Linked DNA regions of Mus musculus: region 1 is linked to region 2. Evidence: chromatin contacts called from public HiChIP or PLAC-seq data. All regions are on one chromosome and are shown on one strand. The core of a region is the stretch at or near the end of the contact, and the rest is flanking DNA. Distances in the headings are between cores, read along the strand shown. Region 1 holds the start of Emp1 (epithelial membrane protein 1). Region 2 holds the start of 2810454H06Rik (RIKEN cDNA 2810454H06 gene).

What was found. HiChIP or PLAC-seq counts read pairs in DNA pulled down with a chosen protein or histone mark.
Region 1: a BATF HiChIP or PLAC-seq map of CD8 T cells shows a contact between it and region 2, with 5 read pairs. The contact joins the promoter of Emp1 here to the promoter of 2810454H06Rik in region 2. A contact is called at or near these places in 2 of 115 datasets of contacts at active chromatin or transcription factors (CD8 T cells and pancreatic cancer cells).

What each region holds. Positions count from the first base shown.
Region 1 is chr6:135,361,236-135,366,064 of GRCm38.p6, reverse strand. It overlaps Emp1 (epithelial membrane protein 1), which reads right to left and starts at 3,134. Exons shown (of 5, transcript NM_010128.4): 1 at 2,963-3,134.
Region 2 is chr6:134,895,423-134,900,253 of GRCm38.p6, reverse strand. 2810454H06Rik (RIKEN cDNA 2810454H06 gene) reads right to left here and starts at 2,293. Exons shown (of 1, transcript NR_029441.1): 1 at 1-2,293. It overlaps Gpr19 (G protein-coupled receptor 19), which reads left to right and starts at 2,060. Exons shown (of 4, transcript NM_001362050.1): 1 at 2,060-2,422; 2 at 3,041-3,092. RefSeq lists a cis regulatory region at 2,113-2,648.

The DNA.
Region 1 (4,829 bases), core at 1,885-4,384, 460 kb before region 2:
AAGTAGAGATGAAATGTCTAGAGGGACAGGAAGTGGAGCATTGTGGGGAGGGGGCAGCAGTTGGGGGGAGGGGCAGCAGCAGAACAGAATTGAAAAGCACCTCCCCTCCCCACCCCACCCACACACACACACACCCAGGGTCATTTCAGGCCTGCAAAAACAAGAACTTTCAAAGAAGCCATTTTTGCTGAATTTCAGAAACTCTGTCTGGTATGATTTACTGTCTAGAAAGAAGGGTGGGTGTGAGTGAACGTCTGAGGCACGTACACTCTGGGTGTCCCCGCCCTGCTATCTTAAGGAGCTGTGAGCCACGGGACAACCATCCATTCATAATGATGTAAAAGTTAGATTTCTGCATATGGTAAGATAATAAGATTACCTTCTTTTCTTTTCTTTTTTCATCTCTCTCTCTCTCTCTCTCTCTCTCTCTCTCTCTCTCTCTCTCTCTCTCTCTCTCGTCGTTGGTTTGTTCTTGAGACCAAGTTTCACTGGTTGGCCTCAGGCTAGCCTTGAACCTTTAGCAATCTCCTGCCTCAGCTCCCTAAATCCTGGGATTACAGGTATGAACTACCATGTCCAACATCTAAATTTAAGATTCTATAAAAAGCAATGAAGAAGAATAAGGAAGGAACCCTTGGCCACATCCCAGGTGGAGACCCCTTCAGGTTGTGTGGAGGCTACAGAAAATCCATTTTTCCATAACAGAAATGGGCTTGGCTTTCCTGCTCTTTGGTCCCAAAGCTGTCTAGAACCAGGCAAGAGGCCCTGTATTCCCAACAGCTTCCACAGACTCTTTCCTCCGGGCTGGAGACCGGCCTAATCTTGTTTCCAGAGGAAAGCAAAGACTGCTGAGAAAGCCAGCCAACCTTTCTCAAGGTCTGGGGACAGACATCTGTCCTCTGGCAAAGGGCTGCCCTTACTACTGGCCCGTAGCCACAGTCTCAGGACATGATCGTCTCCAGCTGGACCTTGCTGATCTTCTGCCAACTCCCAGGACAGTTTAGAACCCTGGAACAATGTAAAATCTGGGGGCTCTCTGGCAAGGATGCCAAACCGGATGTCCAGCAGCCCTGGACAGTGTTCTGCCTCCACCCCATTCTGCAGTCTCTGGATGAAACTGGAGCGGCCTAAGGATGGGAGGCTATGATTTGGGAGGGGGTGGTAATGGCCTCTTTTTCCAGGACAACCAAAGACTTAGAGCTGAAGACGCCCAGAAAGGTTCACACACAGCCCAGGGGCTCTCCCACTACTTGGAGGCAAAAAGTCAGAGCATCATTTTTTTTAAAATTGTCTTCCAACTCCATAGGGAATGGGGGCAGGGAGGGGGTAGCACACAAAGCATTATATTCTCATTTATCAAGGGACAGTGGAGTTTGAGACAGCTCCATGGCTCATGGAGTTGGTGGCAGTTTACCCCTCCCTCTAGTGTTCCCTTTTTGCTGACTTGTTTAAGGTTGCCTAGTTTCAACCAGATCAGAATGACACACAATCACACATGTGATCTTCACAGGAAACTGTGGCTGTGGACCTAACGAAGACGGCTTCCCCAGTTCACAGTCATGCAATCTGGAAGTGATAAACATTGGAAGCAAACTCAGTCTTGAGAAATGGGTCCCAGGGCTTACTCATCACCCCCTCCTTGGGGAAAGGCTTTGCAGAGATTTCTGAAGGATCAATGGATACACACCCACCAATTACTTTTAAATTTTCTCTTCCAACCAGCGAGCTGCATTTCTAAAGAGAAAGGCGCCTCGCTCTTCATCAGGCAAGCTGAATCCTGTCACTCTCCTCTGGCTTGTTTACGAGAGGAGAAAAAAAAAACCCACATCTGTGTTGAAATGAACCACACCTCCACAGACATTCGACCAAAATGCTAAGCTAATAAAAACAAAAGCAAACACAGCCGAGTGCCTTTGTTCTTTTTGCACTTAGCACGTGGGTTTGTAGTTATATAATATTTTACACAAAAGAAATAAGGTAAATATTCCCATATGACCACTGCCACACTAGAAAATTCCATGTCCACTTAGAAAAAAAAATCCTTTAATAGATTCTGAAAGATCTTTTTTTTTTTCCTAAGTTGGCTCCAGAATGCAGAAGCCTGGGTGGAAGCACAGAGCCATTCAGCAACCTTACAGGAATCCCCGAAGGCCCCCAGCCCCACCCTCTCCCCTCTGCCTCCTTCCTCCACCTCCACATCTGGCTAAGGATTCTGGAACCCACACATTCCACCAAATCAACCCCTCCCAAGGTTTATTTGAAACACCCTTTGCCTCTGTTTCCCTAACGGTTTTTCTTTAAACAAACCAATCCCCTCTTCCCTTCCTGTGAGAAGGGGGTGGAGGAAAACAAGAGAAAGAACGAAATACTTAAACAGACATCAACAGACAAGAGGGGGACAGACAGTAAATGCAATCGCAAAAATTAACTGAAACTCAGATATTTATCCACCGTCACCTAAAAGCGTAAAAGAGAAACAACAATAACCAACCCACAAAGCAGAACAAACTTTCTCCCCAGAGACTGCCTTTAACCTGCCTTCGCAGAGAGAAAAGAAAAGCCGGAGCGTTTTGGTAACATAGCATCCTTCTAGATTTCAGCTCAAAGTAATCTGAATGAAAACAGAAGATTTGGAAACATCTTCCAACCCTGCTAATTCATTTCGAAGGCACATAGAGTTCCTTCCATAAAGAATATTGCACTCAAGTTTGTTCCAAAGTCCCTTCTCGTTCCGTCCGTCTCCTCGGAGCAAGGATCCACATACCAGCAAGAGAATGTGGCCCCCACTGATATCCCAGATTCCTCCACTACTACGTTAAGCTAGAAGTCTCAAGGACTCCGTTCTTTGTGAGCCATAGAGGGATAGCAGAGGCAAGAAGAGAGGGGAGGGCTTCAAGGAGCCTAAGAGAGGAAAGAAAGGAGCGGGCTCTGCAGAGTTTCTCCAGTGTGGGGACAATCTTACCTGGAGTATCCAGTGAGAGAGGCAGATGCCCTGGGTGGTAGAGCAGGCTGCTGGTCTGGTCCTCTCTTCAGGAGATTTGCAACCACAGTGAGGGGAGGGACCTGACTCCCGAGGTTATAAGTTTCCTGGGCTGATGTGCTGGGGTGTGTGATGGGCGGTTTCTTTTCCCCGTGTTTTAAAGGAGTTTCTATGAATCAGTCTGGATTTAAAAAAAAAAAAACTTGGTGAGCTACGCCCTGCTAAGTTGGCAGCCGGTCAGATGTGGCTGGGAGTGAGCCATCAATTCAAAGAACCCTGTTGTAGCTCCCTCTGACTCAGACACACAGACCACAGTGGAAAAAGGAGTGACATTGCTTCAAATGAGTAAGAGGAGTCACACAAATAGATCTGTTTACCGAAGCCCAGTTCTACTACCCAGAAGGAGCCTCGGTTGTCAAGGACGTAGGGCAAAACACAGGTTAGGGTCAGGAGGAGGGGAGAGCTGGTAGATGCAGTTCCACGTTAATTAAAGTCCCGGCTAATCATCAAACAGGATTCCCCCGTTCTTCCTCCCCCACTGCACATAGCAGCAGCTGCTCATCACCAGGAATTATCAGACTCATTTCTCGTTGGCTTCCCTGCCTGACCCTTGTGCCCCTGACCTGTAGGCGGCAGTGGGATGAGACCCATGGAGTAGAAAGGCACCCAGCAAGCTCCAAATGTTGAGGCACTGATTGACAGCACATAATCCTGGGCCTTTAGTTAAACTCTCACCCCTATGGATTGTAGGCATTGCAGGAGGAAGTCTTCGAATTAAGGACTTTGCACTCTGATCTTCATGTGATAATCATTGGACCTTGCTCCACAGTTGGCTTTTGTGAAGACAGCCAGGGACCCAATCACAGCTTCTTCCCTGAACCACTCACTCCCCACTTAGTCTCAGAGTTGGGGGGGGGGTGCTACAGAGTTGTCCAATCCCGCAGCCCTGGTCACCTCCCTAAAGAGGTTCAGGTCCTCACTGCCTACATTTAACCCCAGCTCTCCTTAGCTGCAATGTGACTTTGGGCAAGCGCCCTCTCTTTCTGCCTTCTTGTATATAATGGGGATGGTAGGCACCTAGCTCACACAGATGGCAAGAATTACATGTATCAAACAGGTTTGGTGGGTCGTGCCTGCGATCTCAACATTTGAAAAGCTGAGGCAGGAGGATTGCTCTTAGTCCAGGGTCATCTTGGGCTACATGGTGAGTTCCAAGTCAGCGTGGGCTACTGAGTGAGACACTATTGAGAGAGAGAGAGAGAGAGAGAGAGAGAGAGAGAGAGAGAGAGAGAGAGAGAGTTGGTAGGTAGTTGAAGGGATAGCATAAGTTCAAGGAGAACTAGAAGCTATCCTGGGGTACATAAGTGATAGATGGATAGATAATAGAGATAGATAGATAGATAGGTAGATAGATAGATAGATAGATAGATAGATAGATAGATTATAGATTGATGATAGATGATAATAGATGATTGATAGATGATAGATAATAGATAGATACAATAGATTATAGGTAGATGATAGAGAGATAGATGATAGATAAATGATAGATAGATAGATAGATAGATAGATAGATAGAGAGAGAGAGAGAGAGAGAGAGAGAGATAGATAGATAGATAGATAGATAGATAGATAGATAGATAGATAGATAGATAGTAATGACTAACAAGAGCCTGTAAGGTTGTGGCCAATAGTCATTCGATATTAGCTGCAGTGATATTTCCCTGAGGACATTGTTAAATCGGACAAGAGACCTCTCAGAGAAGATACAGAGAGTCGCTGCGGCTGCCAAACCCCAGCAACTGGGGTTGCTGTTCTCTTCCAGGCCAGTGCAGGCCTCGTGATATTA
Region 2 (4,831 bases), core at 1,044-3,543:
GAGACAATGTTTTCCTGCACTCCTTAGGCTGGCTTTGAACACCTGAAACTCCTAAGCCTCCCAGAAACTAGCTTTGAAGATGAAGGTCAGACTTTTATCTCTTGAAGAAAAAAAAAAAAAAGACAAAAAAATTGTTTGCTGTGTGCATTTACATGCATCACGTGTGGTTCCCACGCTGGGCAGGAAAGGGTACTGGATCCCCTGGAGTTGGAGTTCTCAGAGTTTATGAGCTGCCATGTGGGCAGTAGGAATTGGACTCCAGTTGTCTTCAAGAGCAGCGACTGCTTTTCATCGCTGAGCCATCTCTGCAGCCCCGATGGACTCTTCATCTAACTCCCATACAGACTTTCCATTAGAGCCAGATTATACTGTTCAATGCAATCCTTTAGGGTGGCTAAGGTGGCGTACCTCTGTAGTCCCCGCACTTGGGAGAATGAGACAAGAGGATTCCAAATTTGAAGCCATTCTCCATTACATAGCAAGACCCTCTCTCAAAAAACAACCAACCGCTACAATCTGCAGTGATAGCTTCTTTGAGGACAGATGTCAGTCTTAACAAAGGAAGCCCTTTTTGAGTTAGTCTAGTCATAAATATGAACAAGAAATTCATTCACCCTCTCTGTATTTTCTCTCTTATGAAGGAAATGTCAGGTCAATATAGGTGTGGAAAACTGGTTATCATTCTACCTCAAGTAAGCTATTGTTCTTATCTATAATAGAGAACCTGTTTCTTTGTTTAAAACAGCGTTTCATGTAGCCCAGGCTGGTTTATGACTCCATACGTGGGGATTGCCCTGAACTTCTGATCCTGCCTCTATAGGTCTACCACCAAGTCCCATTTTACTCAGTTCTGCATAAATCCGTGGCTTTTAGGCAAGGAGCCTACCAACTGATCTACAAACCCCATTTTTTTTCTTCTTCAATGTACCACCATACCCAGATTGTATAGGAAAAAAAATGTTCAAAGTATGCTAAATTTTACTATTATATTGAACATAAAAAAAAAAATCCGAGGTGAGATGATAGCTTCTCTTGAGACAAATGTTGGAAGCATGACAAGTCTTCAAGTTCTGACCTCTTCTGTTCACATACATACATTTCCCCCTTCTTACTGGTTAAAATCTCACTTTTTCTGGTAGAAAAATGTTACAAATCTAAAGACTTCAATCTCACCGGTCAAAAAATAGGGTCTAATAAAATTGCCAAATAAATTCCATTGTTTTGAAAACTAGAAAAATGCTCAGGCTTAGCTAAGTTGCCAGTTATTAATTTTTTTTGAACGTACTGGAATCTATCAATAGAAATTCCTTCACAAATCAGTTTGCCTCTACTTGCAAATGGATAACCATATCTAAAATAATCTATGCTTATCAGATAATATTTTATGAGCACTGTCTGAGTCTATTTAGAGCGGACTTTGAAGGGACATTCAGACTCTTATGAACTAACTGGCTTCTGCTTTAAAGGGCTACTGCTTCTAGTGTCAGCTCTTTCTAGTTTCAAAATTTGCATGGCCGCCTTTCTGAGTCGCCTTCAAGAACAGTCTTAGCCCAGTCAGGAATTGCTCGAACTCCGGCGGCCTTAGGGTCAGGCTTATTTGCATCTTTGCTAAACAAAGTCCATCCTTTGAGGCGTCAGCGCCGCCGGTCTTCGCTCTCACGCTCCGCTGCTCACTTCAGCGACGGTGGCGTGCACAGCACCTGGGTCATCTGTGCTCACGATCCTGCCGCGACACCGACTCTGGGCGTTGTGGTTCTCATTTCAGGGCTCCGAGATTCCCACGGCACACTCGGCTGCTCGCTCCCTAGTCCCGGGACTAGGAGGCGCGGTTTTCCCGGAGAAATCCACGTCAGCCGCGCAGGCGCAGGCGCAGGATCTGGGCGGAGGGAAGGGGCCTGCGCTCGGCCCGCGGTAAACAAGCACTGCGCAGGCGCCGTGCGCCAAGGTGATTTTTTTTTTGTTTTGTTTTTTGTTTTTTGGTTTGCATAGCATCATAAAAAAGGGGGAAGGCCAAAGCAAACCCTAGCATCTTAAGACGATCGACGGTGTGGCTTCTGCTACTCTCACTCTGAGGCACCGGCTGCGCGACCATGGCAGCCATAACTCTTCCACAGAGCTGCCGGCCTTGAGCTCTTTCGCTCACTGTCTACACTGAGGCTGAGAGGACAGAGAAAAGACAGAGAAAAAAAAGAAGAAAGAAAGAAGATTTAAAGGAGAGGTGGTGGGCGGTTCCCACAACGCCACCGTAAAGACCTCTGTGCCTCTTTCCCCAGACAACGCGAGATCCTGTGCCAGCCGGGACTCCGCCCCCGCCCCGCCCGTGGCTGTGTGCGCATGCGCTGGGCTTTTTGGCGCGCAAACCGTTCAGAACTTCCTGCTTGGTCACAGGTGGCCCCGTCGGCCCCCGAGGGATGTCAGTCAGGTCGGAGCCGGGGATTCACGCCCACTGCGGCACGTCCTTAGGGATTTTTCGGTCAAAATTCCACTTGACTGTAACTCGCCCCCCCCATTCTTCTGTTCTCGTATGGGTCATGAGGTCTCCGCGAATCCAAGAGTCAGAGTGGGAAGAGAACCCCTCGCGGTTTTTAAAAGATGTTGCGATTTCGTTGTGTGGCACGCGAGCTAACTGGCATAAAAGGATAAATCTGGGGAACGAACGGGACTTCCCCCCCCCCACCCCCGAAGATTCTGAGAGGCTGTGAATGTGGACCGGGCTAACACAGTGATATGAAGATGAGAAGTTTTAAAAATGGAAGGAGCCAATGAAGGCTTGAGAGATGAGGCTAGGAGGAATTAGAGCAGTAGAGGAAGTTTAGCTTAAAATATTTACGCATATTTATAAGCAAGTAGGCAGCAGTGCCGCATATTTAGTCTACGATAGCGAAGTGAAATGGGGATGTCTTTGAGTGCAACAGAAACATTTTTTAAAGTTGTCGCAGGCAAGAGCTGAGGTTGGGGCGGGGTAAAACAGATAATCTGGAGTCTTAGGATGTTGCAAGTGTGGACCGCTCTGACTGATTTGGCCTCTTTTCTCTCTCAGGGGACGTGGAACACCTGCACAAACTGGATTTTTGCCCTATCACGACTCTGAGGTACCATCCGGCAACTGAAGTGTCCTCTTTCCAATAGAATGCCTGGCCTCTCCCACCAACTTCACGGTTCAGCCGGAATGAAATTTGGCTAACAAGTCACTCAGATGAGTCACTGGCTCATTACAAGATTATAGATTTCTAATCTATAGCCTTCCAGTTGTGTAGATCTTAGGATTCACTCTAATATTGGGAGCAGTGCTATATAGTACAGACAGTATTGTCATTTTTACTGTCCCTGGAGATTGTTTGCAGGACCTTGCACAAGTCCCGCAATGCATGATGCTCAAGTCCCCTGCGTAATGAGGTATACTATTTGCATATGACCCTTGTACATCTTTCTGTAAAGTTTAAACAATCTCTAGATTATTTGTGATATGTACATCGATGTAAATGCTATGTAAATAGCTCCTGTACTATATTGTATAGGGAGTAATGGCAAGAAAAGCATTCAGTACAGATGCAAATTTATCTTCTCTATTTTTATATCTGCTTTTGGCTGAATGTGAGGATGTGAAACCCATGGATGTGGGGGGTTGACTCCTCTCTCTCTCTCTCTTTCTCTCTCTCTCTCTCTCTCTCTCTCTCTCTCTCTCTCTCTCTCTGCCTGTGTGAAAGAGTTACCTCACTGTATTGATCAGATATGCCTAAATGGACTAAAAAAATCTAGTCTCTTATCTCAACTTTCTGAATAGCTGACACTCCCAAGTGTGTGTTGGGTACAGTTCTGGATATATTTTGATCCTTTGTGTGCTTTATAAAGAAAATGCAGGAAGATTGACGGGATATATAATTTGACTAGTCCTAACAACAGAGTAGCAATATAGCTTCCTTTGTAAGAAAACAAAGAATGGAAGGTCTTAGGATTAAAGCTGGCAGTGATGGAGAAGGCGCTATGTTTAGAGGAAAGCCCTTGGAAACCAGGTATAGGATCATACACCTATAGCCCTAGCTACCCAGGGATGAGCCAGGAGGACTGCTTGAACCTATCTGGGACATAGCCTGGGGAGGGGATGGAGAGAGGAAGGAACGAGGGAAGACAGAACCAGACCCTCTCAGACAGTTCCCTGTAAAGCACTGTATTTTGGCTGATTGTATTCTGTTGTGTGGGTTGTTTGTGCTGAATCCACAGGAAAATGAAGGGGAAACATGGGTACAATATAATAGGACTTCTGGGTTGACATCTAAATATTTGGTTTGGGGGATTGGGGTCATCCGTCATCTAAGTGTAATGTCATAGGTACTGTTTAGAATTGGGGATCAGAGCCCTGAGGTGTGACCTTTGGATCTGCCGGTTACACCTTATGACATCTCATTTCTTCATTTATAAGTAAGGATTACAGTAAAAGGAGAATAAGGATGAGGGTATCTTTTTAACAGTGACTTCATTTTACCTTGGTGGTATTCTTGCCTGCATCATATGTTTGTGCACCACTTGTGTTCTTGGTGCTCTGAGAGGCCAGAAGAGGACGTGGAATCTCCTGAGTTACAGATGTCTCTCTGAGGGTGCTAGGACAGAATTCAGCCTCTTGGGCTTGCTTTCTGGAGCAGAAAGAGCCTTTATCTGTTGAGCCATCTCTTTGGCCCATCAGGTTTTTTTGTTTCCTTGTTTTTTTGAGACAGGGTCTCTCTTAAGTAGACCAGGCTGACCAAGAACTCACAGAGTCACAGAGATTTTCTTGTCAGCACACAGACCTGCATCTGTGTCATCTCTGCAGCTCTAGACACTATCTTTCAGTGGG